3 separate regions of the Macaca mulatta genome follow, and all the other regions are linked to region 1. The links are chromatin contacts, called in public Hi-C maps. All regions are on one chromosome and are shown on one strand. Each heading gives the region's core, a stretch centred on a gene start, on an enhancer-like site or on the middle of the called end of the contact. The rest is flanking DNA. Distances are from core to core; before and after follow the strand shown.

Region 1 (3,934 bases), core at 674-3,173:
AAGTGGGTAAATACGCACTACACACAAGCCAGCACCAGGGTCCTCCCACCCAGGGGATGACAGAGGGACTTCTGCTCACCACTGTGCCTCAAGTGCCCTGCTTAACTGTCCTGTGTGAGCTCAGCGCAGCCCTCCGGGGGCTTTTCTTTTCCTGTGCAGGAGGCTCCCTTCCTCGCAGCAGCCATGCTGTCACGTGTTCCTTGCCCCGGGGGAGCAGGAATCTGTCCCGAAACGTCAAGCTGAAAGGCTTCCCGGACACTTGCTACAACTGTGGTCTTCAAATTCTACTAAATTTTTCCAGTGGCAGGATCCACTGTTGAAAGGAAAGCTTCCCACCTTGCCTGTTCCTCCTAACCCCAAAAAAGTCGGGCTTGTGATCTATGGGGAGAAGAACAGCCCCCGCCCCCACACCCATCTGCTGCCCAATTCTTCCCGATCCGTCGGCCCCCAGCCCTGTCCTCAGGTCAGGATCTGCCCGAGTCACTCTCCCCAGCCAAGAACAGGAGCCGAAAATGCAGTGTAGGCTGCCCTCTCCTGGGCAGTTAGAGAAGCACATGTTTCTCATAGCTGCTAGCCTTTATCCAGTGTCTTGGGGACCCCACCCCAAATAAAAAGGCAATCTAAGGAATAAGCGACTTTGTTTTGCAAATACAACTTCAAGACAAGTCTCAAGTCCGTCCTATGCAGAAATTCTAGAGAAGCCACTAAGAGTGGCCAGAGAACAGCCCCCCACTTCCCCTCCCTCATTCCCTGGCCTGGTCCTCATAGACCCACCTGGAGTAGAAATTCCTCGTGAAGCCAGGCATAGTGGCTTCCCAGCACTTTGGGAGGCTGAGGCGAGCTGATCACCTGAGGTCAGGAGTTCGAGACCAGCCTGGCCAACATGGTAAAACCCCGTCTCTACTAAAAATACAAAAAAATTAGCCAAGCGTGGTGGCAGGCACCTGTAATCCCAGCGACTTGGTAGGCTGAGGCAGGAGAATTGCTTGAACCCAGGAAGCAGAGGTTGCAGTAAGCCAAGATCACGCCACTACACTCCAGGCAGGGCGACAGAGCAAGACTCCATCTCAAATAAATAAAGAAATAAATAAATATTCCTCATCCAACTCCCTGCCAGTTCAACTTCTGTTCTCATACTTTCAAGAACAGAGAGCTCACTACCCTCAAGGCTGATCCATTATCTTTTCTGTGCTGGGGTACTGGGAACACTGATGGCACAGATCCATTTGTAACTTCCTGGGACTCTCACACTGCCCACTTAGCTGGAGCAACAGGTGAGAAAACGAGGCTTGCAAGTGCGCCAAAGGCACAGGGATGAGAGCAGCCAGTTCTTCACGGACCTACACCCCCACCTGCCTCTCCTCAGGGATCTTATATTCAAAGGGATTAAATTCCAGGATCTTGGAGATGACTGCAGTCCAGCTGTCCCCTTGCTTCTGCTTTCACTTGAGAATCAGCCAAAGTTCCCCGAGCACCTGCTCTATGCCAGGTCCCTCCTGGCACTTAGCCCCACTTAGTCCTTACAGCTCACTGGAATAGCGACGTGCTAATGCCCACTGGGCAGATGGGGACAGAGGGGCAGGAGGTCACTTGCCCAGGATGACATCTCTAGTCATTTGCAGAGTTGGATCTGGCCTCAAGCTTGCTGGTGGCTCTTGGAGCCCATGCAGAAGTGACTGGGGCAACACATGACCCTCCGACTTGGCATCAATACCTGTGCTTCCCCTCAAAGGGCCTGGGCCAAGCTGAAAGCTGCGGACAAGGCTCAGGGCAGACTGTGAAGTCAGGAGTTTGACCCCAGTCTGCCACATCATGCTCCTCCTTCCTGGCCCTGCCTCCACCTTTGCCCTATCTCTGCCTCCCACCTGGAGGTCCAGGACTGTTGCAACCAGACCCTCCTACCCCAACCATGTCCAGCAGGAGATGGCCCCTGCACCAGAAGCTTCTGAAGGTCTAGATGGAGGGCTAGCAGGCAGAAGGCAAACATCTCCCCCAGCTTGCAGCCCTTCACCGCCGAGCAAACCTAGGACCTGGGGTCTGGGGTCTCTGCAGCTGCCATCTGGTGACCTCCTCATGGGGCAGGAAAAAGAGTTCAGGCTCTGGGGTGGTTCTGTAAGTCACCCTCTGTGGGTCTCCCTTACCCTACAGATAAGATCTAGATGCTACTGTTTTCCTTGAAGGGAGATGATCAAATGAGAGCAAATGTGCAAACACCCAGCACACAGTAGGTATTCAACAGTGTGCCTTCCTACCTGTTCTCACTTTGCTCTTATTGCTCAGGAAAATCTGAGGATGTCAGCAACACTGAGGCCAATCCAGGATCCCCAGGGACCAGTGTGGTGGTGGCCTTCAAATCAGGGAGCAGCCCACGGTACGGGGTCCTGTGGAGTCCCATCAGCCATGTGCTGATCTGGCTCACCCGCTCCCCAGCACCTCACCTAGAAAAGTTCTTCCATAGCCAGATGGGGCACCTTCCAGCTCCCTGCCCTCACCCACCCAGCACCTGCCCTGTGATGCTCCCAATCGGGAACAGTCAGCCGTGGCTCCAGCCCTAGGTAAGTCTGGGACATGGTCCTCCCAGGAGCCAAACAGCTCATCTTTCCCAGAGCAGACATGCACCTGCTCTCCAGGCGTGCCTCTGGGCCAGCCCAACAGGGCGGTGTGACCTTGTCTGCCTCTCTGTGGCTCTCTCATCCCTTCCCCTTGGGCTCTGTGCTGTGGCCACGAGGTGGGGCTGTTCTTCCGCAGACCCGAGTAGACCAACAGGCCAGCGCCACCAGAGACGAGACTGGATTCTAGATTTTCTCTTTTTTTTTTTTTTTGAGATGGAGTCACTCTGTCACCCAGGCTGGAGTGCAGTGGCGCGATCTCTGCTCACTGCAACCTCCACCTCCTGGGTTCAAGCGATTCTCCTGCCTCAGTCTCTGAGTAGCTGGGACTACAGGCGTGAGCCATCACACCTGGCTAATTTTTTGTATTTTTAGTAGAGATGGGGTTTCACCATGTGGGCCAGGCTGGTCTTGAACTCCTGAGCTCAAGTGATCCGCCCGCCTCAGCCTCCCAAAGTGCTGGGATTACAGGCGTGACCCACCAAGCCCGGCCTGGATTCCGCATTCTGAAAGAGGTAGGAGGCAAGTGATCGCCCGGAGGGCAAGGGAAGACAATGGCCTTTGTCTAATCACTGTGAATCTGGCACTTCCCACGCAAGACCTGACCTCATCCTCCCACCCGCCACGATGGGGGTGGGGTCTGGGGGCACCAGTCAGGCTTCTAAGTCACAAACAACAGAGACTGACCTCCAGCTAACATTAGCAGAAAATAAATGCCCTGCTCACAAAGACAGAGAACCAAGCTGGGGATACGGCAGTCACCCAGGGAAGGTGAGGGCTCCAGTGCGGCTGGAACAGGGCACTGCCACCAAACATCATCTCCCTGGGCCCCAGTCACACACCCTGGCTCTAGCTGGCCTGATTCCTCCCAAGCTTTGGTCCTGTCACCCCAACATCAATCCTTACTCATTCAGCAAAGTGGGGGTGGGGAGTGGGTGTCAGCACCCACGCCAGGCCCCACGCAAGGGGCTGGCCCCCAGCAGCCCACCTGGTGGGCCTCCTCAGTAAGCTGCCAAGCACACTGCTGGCTGGTCGCTCAGTGGAGACGGGCATTGAGAGCTGGCTACACCACCGGCTGCAGTGGACTTGGAGTCGCTGAGGGCTGCAGGCTGCAGAAGCCAAGCCTGGCTGCGGGGTGAGGGTGGAAATCTTTGGGGGATAAGAACTGGCCACAGGCCGGGTGCGGTGGCTCGCTCCTGTAATCCCAATACTTTGGGAGGCCAATGCAGGCAGATCATGAGGTCAAGGGATCGAGACCATCCTGGCCAACATGGTGAAACCCTGTCTCTACCAAAAATACAAAAATTAGCTGGGCATGGTGGTGC
Region 2 (3,934 bases), core at 769-3,268, 460 kb after region 1:
GGCAGACCTGGTGGTGATGGGGGTGGGGTAGGGTGAGAAGAAACCTCCTTTTCTACACTACTTTCTTTTTCTGTGTTAACTCCACCCAGGAAGCCCATATAAGCACAGAGGGTTCCCTTCTCTGCTTTTATTCACACTATTCCTTCTCATTAGAATATCACATCTCTGCAAGACCACAGTGCTGATAAAAACATGTAGAGCTCCCAAGGCAGTTACCTTATATTGATTGCCTTCATTCTCTGTAGGCTCCACACTCCACCATTGGTATAGAGAGGAAAAAGGGCAAGGTCAGAGTCTTCAGGAGCTCATAGTCTGGGGACACTCTATGAGCTTCCTAGAGTTTACAAACAATTTCCCACACTGATGTTGGCCCACACCACAGTTGCTAAGGCACGTCTCTCTCTGCTCCCTTTTTGCAATGAGGAAATTTGAGGCTCAGAAAGTTACAAAGTAGCTCCCAAGTCCCCCCAGTGTTGTGTCCTTTCTTTGGCAGTCCAGGGTGTTTAAGTGATGTGGAAAAGGAACAGACAAGATACTGTTGAGTGGGGCTGCTGTCTGTGTGAGGTGTCCCTGAATTAACACAAGGCTCAGCAGTGCTGCAAATCTTAACTAGCCCCTAGTGTCTCAAGACAGTTTCTCATCCTGGCCTGGTTGGTCCCACTCCAACTCAGGGAAATTGGAGAGACCACTGGGCACATCTGAGCACACAACGTGAGACTCCCAGACCCCAGGGGCTAAGAACACAGCCCTCCTCCCACCCCACTAGCAGGGCAGGAACAGGGTCGCGGGCACGGTGCTGGAGGAGGAGGGCTGAGCAGAGTTGGTAAGGGGCAAGAGCAGGGAATAGCCTGTGACCTCCAACCCTTTCTGAGTGTGTCCTCCCTATATGGTTCCAGACTCTATTTCTAAGGTTCTTCCAGCTCTACATGAAGTGACACTCTTCCCCCACCCCTGCCCCCACTCCCCAGGTGACCTCACTTCCTCTTCCTCTTCCTCTTCCTACCTGCAGCCCCAGGCCCTCCTCCTCAGCTCCAGCTGCTCCAGCTGCTTGGTGATTCTTGGAACCTGCAGCCTCAGGCCTGTTCTGCTCTGACTCAGGCAGAACTTACCTTTGGGATCTGAGGGGATAGTTTTGCTTCCTGAACTGACTCTGGCCTTTGGCATGTCCACCTGCCCTCCCCTCCCCCACTGCACACACCTGTTCCCAGTCCTCAGGCAGCCCAGGAACTTCGTGGGACCAGATTCTTTCAGATAAAGTAGCACTGAGGGGCTCTCATCCACAGTCAGATGGCCCAGGAAGAAGCAGCCCTTCCCCACCCTCCAGCCTCTCTTTGCAACACACCATTCCTGGCTGGGCGTGCTTCCCTCCACCCGCCTCGTAGGCTGCGCGCAGGTCTGCCTCACGGAGGGAGCCTCGCCCAGGCTACTTTGCAAATCCCCCAGCACCCTCATTCCCGGTCGTTCCAGGGATGGGGAGATTGCCGCTTCCTCAGACAGTTGCCCTGCCCTAGCAGGAGTCTGGAAATTGCCCTTATTGACTACACCAAAATGAGGGGACAGATCAAGAAGCCCTTCTCCAGCCCCCTAATACACTAGTGCTGGACAGGGGAATGCCGGCACCTACTGTGTGCCAGATATTTGCAAACACCCTTTTCCAAGTTTACACCGCCACCGCTATGAGGAAGACAGAATTCCACTTTTGCAAATAAGGAAACTGAAGCTCAGCGAGGTCAAGTGGCAGGCGCAAGGTCACATCGCTAGAAAGTGGCAGTGAATGAACGATCTAACGGAGCGACTGAAGGCGCGTGACCGGCCCGCCGGGCACTGGTTCGTGGAGCGTGGCGGGTACCGGCGGTGCACAGCGCCCGCGGCCCGCTCCCGGCAAGCTGGCCCCACGCTGGCCCCGGCACCCGCTGCACACAGGAGCGCAGGCTCCCAGAGGCGGGGCCGGGCTCTGCCCCCACCCTGCGAGCCGCCCCGCCCCCGCCCCGCCCCCAGCCCGCCCCGCCCGGGACCGCAGACGGCGCCCGGCGGCGGCGCGAACGGCAGTGAGGAGGGTTGCTCGGAGCTTGCTGTTCACCGCGACTTCTCGCGCAGGGCCCGGCCGTACTAGGACCCGCGGCCTGGGCGACGCTGGAGGATGCGGACGCGGAGGCGGCCTGGGGTAGCGGCGGCGGGAGACCTGGCGCTCTGCGGGTAGGAGCTCGCCAGCTCGGCGGGCGCGGAAACTTGGGCCGAGTTTGCGGGCGGCGCGTGGGGAAGGGGCGGATGGCGCTGCTCCAGGGCGCCCCTACCGGCCGGCCTGGGGACGGAGCGCGCCGCGTCTGGGCCGAGGGGCTGCAGCTTCTGGCTGCCGCCGGCCCTCCGCGACCGGGCTGCGGGGCAGGGGTGGCGCCGCTGCTCCGACTTTCCCTGGACTTCGAGGCTCCCGGGGCCTGCTAGCGCCCTGGATCTCCGGCGGAGGCCAGGCGCCCAATCTGGCCAGAAGGAACTCAGGCCGAGCCCTCGGGCCTCCCGCAGGGCCCTGCTCAAGTGGATTGCCGGGGGAGGGCGTTGGGGGGAGGTAGGGGACAAGGGGGCACTGGAGGGCTGGGCCTGGGGGCGGCGGGCGCTGAGGCGCCGCGGGGCCCTGGACGCGCCCTGCTGGGATGGGACGGCCCTGCGGTTTTTTCGCCACCTCTTGACTCACCCGTCTGGCCTCAGCCCAGGCTGGCGGGATCGCCCTGAGGCGGAGGCTGCCCGGACCCTGCGGCCGGGCCGCCCCTGCTCCGGGATCTCCAGCCGGTCTGCGGGCGTCGGTGTGGGGCTGGGTGCGCGGGCCTGCCTGCATGCACACGTGTGCCCGGGGCCAGAGCGAGGGGAGAGCGCAGTTCTGGAATGGCGTGTGTGCAGATGTGGGCCATGCACGTACGTGCAGGCACGGGTTTGCATGCGTGGCGGCGGCCTGTGTGTCAGCCTGCTGGATGCACGTGCGTCTCGGCGCTGCCGGGAGGGGCTTGGGGACACCCGGAAGCCCGCCAGGTCGGGCGCGGCGGCAGCCTCAAAGCTAAGTCGGCTGTGGGCCCTAGGCACCAGAGTTATGCTCAGGGCGGCTAGGGCAAAGGGGATAGAGACCGATCCCTTTCGCTTTCCCCTCCACTGGAGAATTTGGGCTGCCCCAGGTTGGATTGTAGCGTCTGGAGAGTCCGGAGCCTCAGGTAGGGAAGGTGGGAGATGGGAGAACATTCGGCGAGGCCCGATTCAGCCCTCCAGGAGAATCCACATGCTGGCCAGAGTTGGGCAGGAATCTCGCTCTTCATCCTGATGTTTACCATCGGCCATCCCTAGGCACCTAGAAGCTGAAAGTGGGAACAGAGAGCTGTTTCCTTTCCCACTGTGTAAGGCAGTGGTAGTGCTGCGGTGGTGGGCTCTTCTCTGGAACCCTGGCCTGGGTGCTGGTTGAGTGACATTGGAGCTTGGCAGAGGATCAACAGAGCTACCTCTCAAAGATGACCTGAGCCTGCTTCCTGGGCACCTGCCCTGTCCGAGAGCTTGCTTGCTTTAGTATGGGTCTGGGAAGGAGGCACCTACATTTTGGCAACTGTCTTGAGTGGAGGAGGAGTCTCCCTTGAGGGAGTGTATCCTGGGCTTTCCACCTCCTCCTGGCAGGAGATAAGGTCATTCCCACGTCCCTAAGAGTTCTGTGTTGGCTCCCTGAAGCCACCACCCCTCCCACGAAGACTCTTGAGGGTCCCAGGTGGTCTCCTGTCTATTGGCTGGGTCCCAGTTAAGGGCCTCAAGAAGTCTCCAGGGCAGAGGGTATTCCTTGGGCTGAGGCCCAGGAGAGAGGGACTCCTGGGGTTGGGGGTGGGGACCCAGCAGACCCCAAGGAGCGTGTGGGGGAGGTGAGACCGAAGTCAACACTTAACCCAGAGTGTCCCAAGGGTAGGGTGGG
Region 3 (3,934 bases), core at 852-3,351, 350 kb before region 1:
TGGACAAGACTGGTGAATGGTTGGCAGACCCCAGCCAGTGGGGTTCAACAGTGCATTACTAAGCAGAGGGCACAGCCAGTGTGGCTACAGCAGTGAACTGCGGGTAGGGGAGGTAGCCCATGGAGCTGGGCTGGGAGCTTGGAAAAGTGGGTAAGAGGACTGAAAGCAGCTTTAAATAGCCTCAGGGTGGGAACTAAGTGCCCAGGATGGGATGTATGCATTAAGTGCTAAGAAGCGGGTGTGCATTAAGTGGGGTGGGGGTGGGGGTTCATGGGAAGACTGTGGGACAGGCAAACAGAGCCAAAATGCAAAGGGTTTGATGTAGGGAAAGATTCCAGAACACTCAGACATGCCCATTTGTCCCTTCCAGAGTGCCCACATGCTATGATGTCCAAGACAGCCAAGGGGACTGAGGGAAGGCAAAGCTGCTGTGAGGGCAAACGAAGCTGGGGCTAGAGCTGGGATTGCAGAGTGGTGTGCAGGTCTCCTACATGCACAGGCGGCTAGAGCTCTAGCAGGGCTGCTTGGCTTCCTCCAGGAGCACCTCAGGCTGGGTAGCCGAGTTGGTCCCCAGAACACCTCATTCATAGTCCCTGAACCATCTAAATCCTTCTCCCCTCCCTAATGCAGAACCTGGACTGGTCCTGTGCCAGATCAGAGCCCCTGCCTGCACCTAAGCACCCACACTGCTCAGTGACCTTGGGCAAGTCACATTCCCTCAGCTACTGCGGCAGTTCGGGCCACTCGTTTTCTGTATGTTTTTTTTTTTTCCCCTCTGCTAATAATACCTGCCCCAGATAATGCTCAGACTCCCGCAATCCCTGCAAACTGCCAAAGGCATCAAAAGGCTCCCGGTGGGGCTAGACCCGACCAGTCCCCCCAGTCCCCACTGCGACTCCCCCACCATCACCACAGGGGGGCCGCAGACACGCCAAATTTGGGGACAGAGCCGAGTCGGCCTGGGGGCGGGGAGGCATTTGTGTGCAATGCAGGGGAGGGGAGATCAGTTCCTCACGGCAGAAAGCCTCAAACACCCGCCTAGCCGGCTTTCTGTCCCATAGTACAGGGTTTAAACTGAGGTGCCTTGGGGGAGACTCCGGTCCCCCAGGTTCTTATACCTACCCTGGCCTAAAGGCTGCACCCCCGCCCTAGATCCAGCGCCTGGGGGTCCCAACAGCCGTGCCCCACCCAACGGGCACTGCCCCCCAACGCTGGAGCCGATTTCTGGTGACAACTGCCACGTGCGGGCAAGGGGGGAGCAGCCGGTGCCGGCATTGCGGAGGCAGCGCCCTGGTACCCCAAGCCCCCGCACCACACCATGTCCCGCCGCCTAGCCGCAGGGTGCCCACCCCCTTGCCTGGCCCGAGCTCCAGGCCGGGGCGGGGGCGGGGGCAGGCGGCGGGGTCTTTGTTCCCGCTGCCGAAGCGCGGCGGCGGCGGCAAGGGGTCCGCGCCCCCCTCGCCGGCCCAGCCTGCGCCCCGCGCGCCAGCAGAGCCCGCAGCTCAAGAGGAAGGGACCGGGGTTGGTGTCCCGGGCGGGGCAAGGGTCCTGCGCCGAAGCCCCCGAGCCAGAGAACCCAGACTGGCTCGGGGCCGAGAGAGGGGCCCGCCCCCTCCCCTGGCGCCCGGGCGTTGCGGCTCCCGGCTGCCAGAGACTTGGTGCGACTTGGCCGGGGCTCCGGCCCCGCCGCTCGCTCGCCGCAGCGTTACAGCCGGCTCTGGTGTGCCAGCGCACACACTCACACACACTCACCCAAACCCACACGCTCCACGCGAGGACAGCGCGGGGACAGCCCGGGACCCGCAGAGCCAAGCGCACGCACTCCCTCCGGGTGCAGCATACTCCGCACCCGCCCCGCGCAGCGTCTGATCCCGCGCCCGACCAGCCGCGCGGCGCCGCCTACCTTTCCAGACGGCGAAGATGCGGGGTCCGCTCCTTGAGTGGCCTTGGGCGGAGGCGGCGGCCGCCCAGAGCAGCAGCAGCAGCCGCAGCAGGAGCACCGACCGAGCCGGTGGGCCAGGGACGCGGGCGCGCGGTGCGCTGGGGGCGGCACGTCCGGGCGGAGGAGGCGTCATCCCGTGGCCCCGGGAGCGACAGCAGCAATCAGCCGAGACTGAGCCAGCGCCCGGCCGCAGGCAGACCCAAGCGCTAGGAGGCGGAGCCAGCGCTGACCCCACCCCGCCCCTCCCCCCGCCCCTCGCAGCCTTTTCTCGCCTCACTGGCTTTCCTGAGCGAGAGCGGAACCGCTGGGGGAACCTTCGCACCCTCTCCCGGGCAACTCTACGGGGAAAGCCCAGCTGCGGACAAGCCAGACTTGTGGTCTTCTGCCAGGGGCGGCAGGCCCTATCCCCTCTCTGGGCCTCAGTTCCACTCCCTGCACCCCATAAAAAGATTGGCCTAGAAGTCGTGGAGGACCTCTGTCCAAAGGCACAGAGGAGTCCAACACCCAACAACCTTGCTATGGCCAGCTAAGTGGTTCGCACCCTGAGGACTATGGTCCTTGGAGGATGAGTTCGCCTAAGTGGACACGGCTTCCTGCTGAGCCTACCAGCAGGAACAACGATGATATGTGGGGAGCACTCAGGGACCCGCTATTGCTCTGCCTGGGAGAACACTGGAAATTTTTCATCTTGGCCTGGCTCCTTCCCCTCCCTCTCCTTTCTCCTCCCTTCCCCAGCCAGCAGCCTTCTGGGCTGCCTCCCCCCCAGCCAGCTGGTGTACGCTCAGAAAATCCAAACTCATTTCCATGTGAGTGGAGGGGGATATAATTAGGAAGGCCCCTTCCCCAAGTAGAGAGGGGAGCATCCCCCATGCCCAAGACTCACTGTGGGGGAGGGAGGGTGAGAACAGCTTAAGGGGATCTCTGCCCACAAAGTACCTAGGGCTCACCTATCTCAGGCAATCTGACCATTCAGTGGGGACTGCCTTGGGGGTCCAGGCCCAGACCCTCTGCAGTTACCTGAGCAGCTCAGCCAGTTCTGCCATCAGTTCCTCCTCTCAGAACTACGTGCCTGCCCTTTGTAAAAGGGTCTTCTCTCTCTAGACCAGAGACGGCCCAGATCTACCACCTCCACTTGTGCCCCAGGGAACCATGAATGGAAAATCCACCCAGCTCAGTAAGTACTTATCTAGTGTTTACTGAGAAGACAGGATGAGGAAGGAGCAGAGGTGAATATCCAACCTTCAGAACTCACAGACGTAGATATGATTCATGCACTGCAGACACCAGCAAAGGCGGTGGGCTGGCTGCCCTCTGCCCTCTGCCCTCTGCCCTGCTCCATGGGGCCAGGACCATTTGGTTGTTGTTTTTACCCCCTGGAACCAGGGAAGTTTTGCTACCAAGAAGTTTGACTTTACCATTCTACATTTTGCTTCCAGTTGTCCCCTCCCTCTTCCCTGAGAGCCCTGAGGCACCGCAGCAGGCCAGGAAGGTAAACTCAAGGCACCTCCAGAGACAGTGCAGAGCGAGGCTCCTGGCCCACTGGGTGGAGCCAACAGCCCCATGATACCCAGGGGCACAGTGCCCCAGAGAGGGAGGCTGTGGACAGTCTAAGAGCTCCTCCCCAGGCCTGCACCTAAGCCTGTGGCCCTGAAGCCAGCAGTGGAGCCTGGCCCAGGCTAGCCTCTAAGATGGACGTTCGGTTTCATCTGCTAAATAGGTATTGCCCCAGTGTCTCTCCTGTCTATGCAAAGCTAGGGCAAACTAAGAAATCACCTGTCTCTGCCTTTTGGAACTAAGAATTCAAATGGATTCAAAATCAATGATAACATTGCCCATGTGCACAACGACTCACAACACATAACCCATGTTCACCTACATCATCTCTGCCGGTCCTCCACTCTCTTCCTCTCACTGAGGGAAGGAGCATAACTCCATTGCAGAGAAGAAAACTGAGGTACAGGGAGGGACAAGGATGGACCTGCCCAAGGTCAA

The links. Hi-C and Micro-C count contacts between places; a contact is called where the count stands out from the background.
Region 2: a contact with region 1 is called in a Hi-C map of fetal cortex germinal zone, with 4 times the contacts expected there. The contact joins the promoter of C7H15orf39 here to the promoter of LOC144329770 in region 1. A contact is called at or near these places in 3 of 14 Hi-C or Micro-C datasets (fetal cortex germinal zone, fetal cortical plate and liver).
Region 3: a contact with region 1 is called in a Hi-C map of fetal cortex germinal zone, with 2.8 times the contacts expected there. The contact joins the promoter of SEMA7A here to the promoter of LOC144329770 in region 1. A contact is called at or near these places in 3 of 14 Hi-C or Micro-C datasets (fetal cortex germinal zone, fetal cortical plate and liver).

Annotation. Positions count from the first base shown.
Region 1 is chr7:52,713,333-52,717,266 of T2T-MMU8v2.0, forward strand. LOC144329770 reads left to right here and starts at 1,924. Exons shown (of 7, transcript XM_077938803.1): 1 at 1,924-2,062; 2 at 2,281-2,371; 3 at 2,479-2,555; 4 at 3,615-3,744. The coding sequence starts at 1,924. It overlaps LOC144329993 (a long non-coding RNA gene), which reads right to left and starts at 193. Exons shown (of 3, transcript XR_013395773.1): 1 at 80-193.
Region 2 is chr7:53,171,582-53,175,515 of T2T-MMU8v2.0, forward strand. C7H15orf39 (chromosome 7 C15orf39 homolog) reads left to right here and starts at 2,019. Exons shown (of 3, transcript XM_001102160.5): 1 at 2,019-2,196.
Region 3 is chr7:52,366,871-52,370,804 of T2T-MMU8v2.0, forward strand. It overlaps SEMA7A (semaphorin 7A), which reads right to left and starts at 2,102. Exons shown (of 14, transcript NM_001266762.1): 1 at 1,904-2,102. The coding sequence starts at 2,075.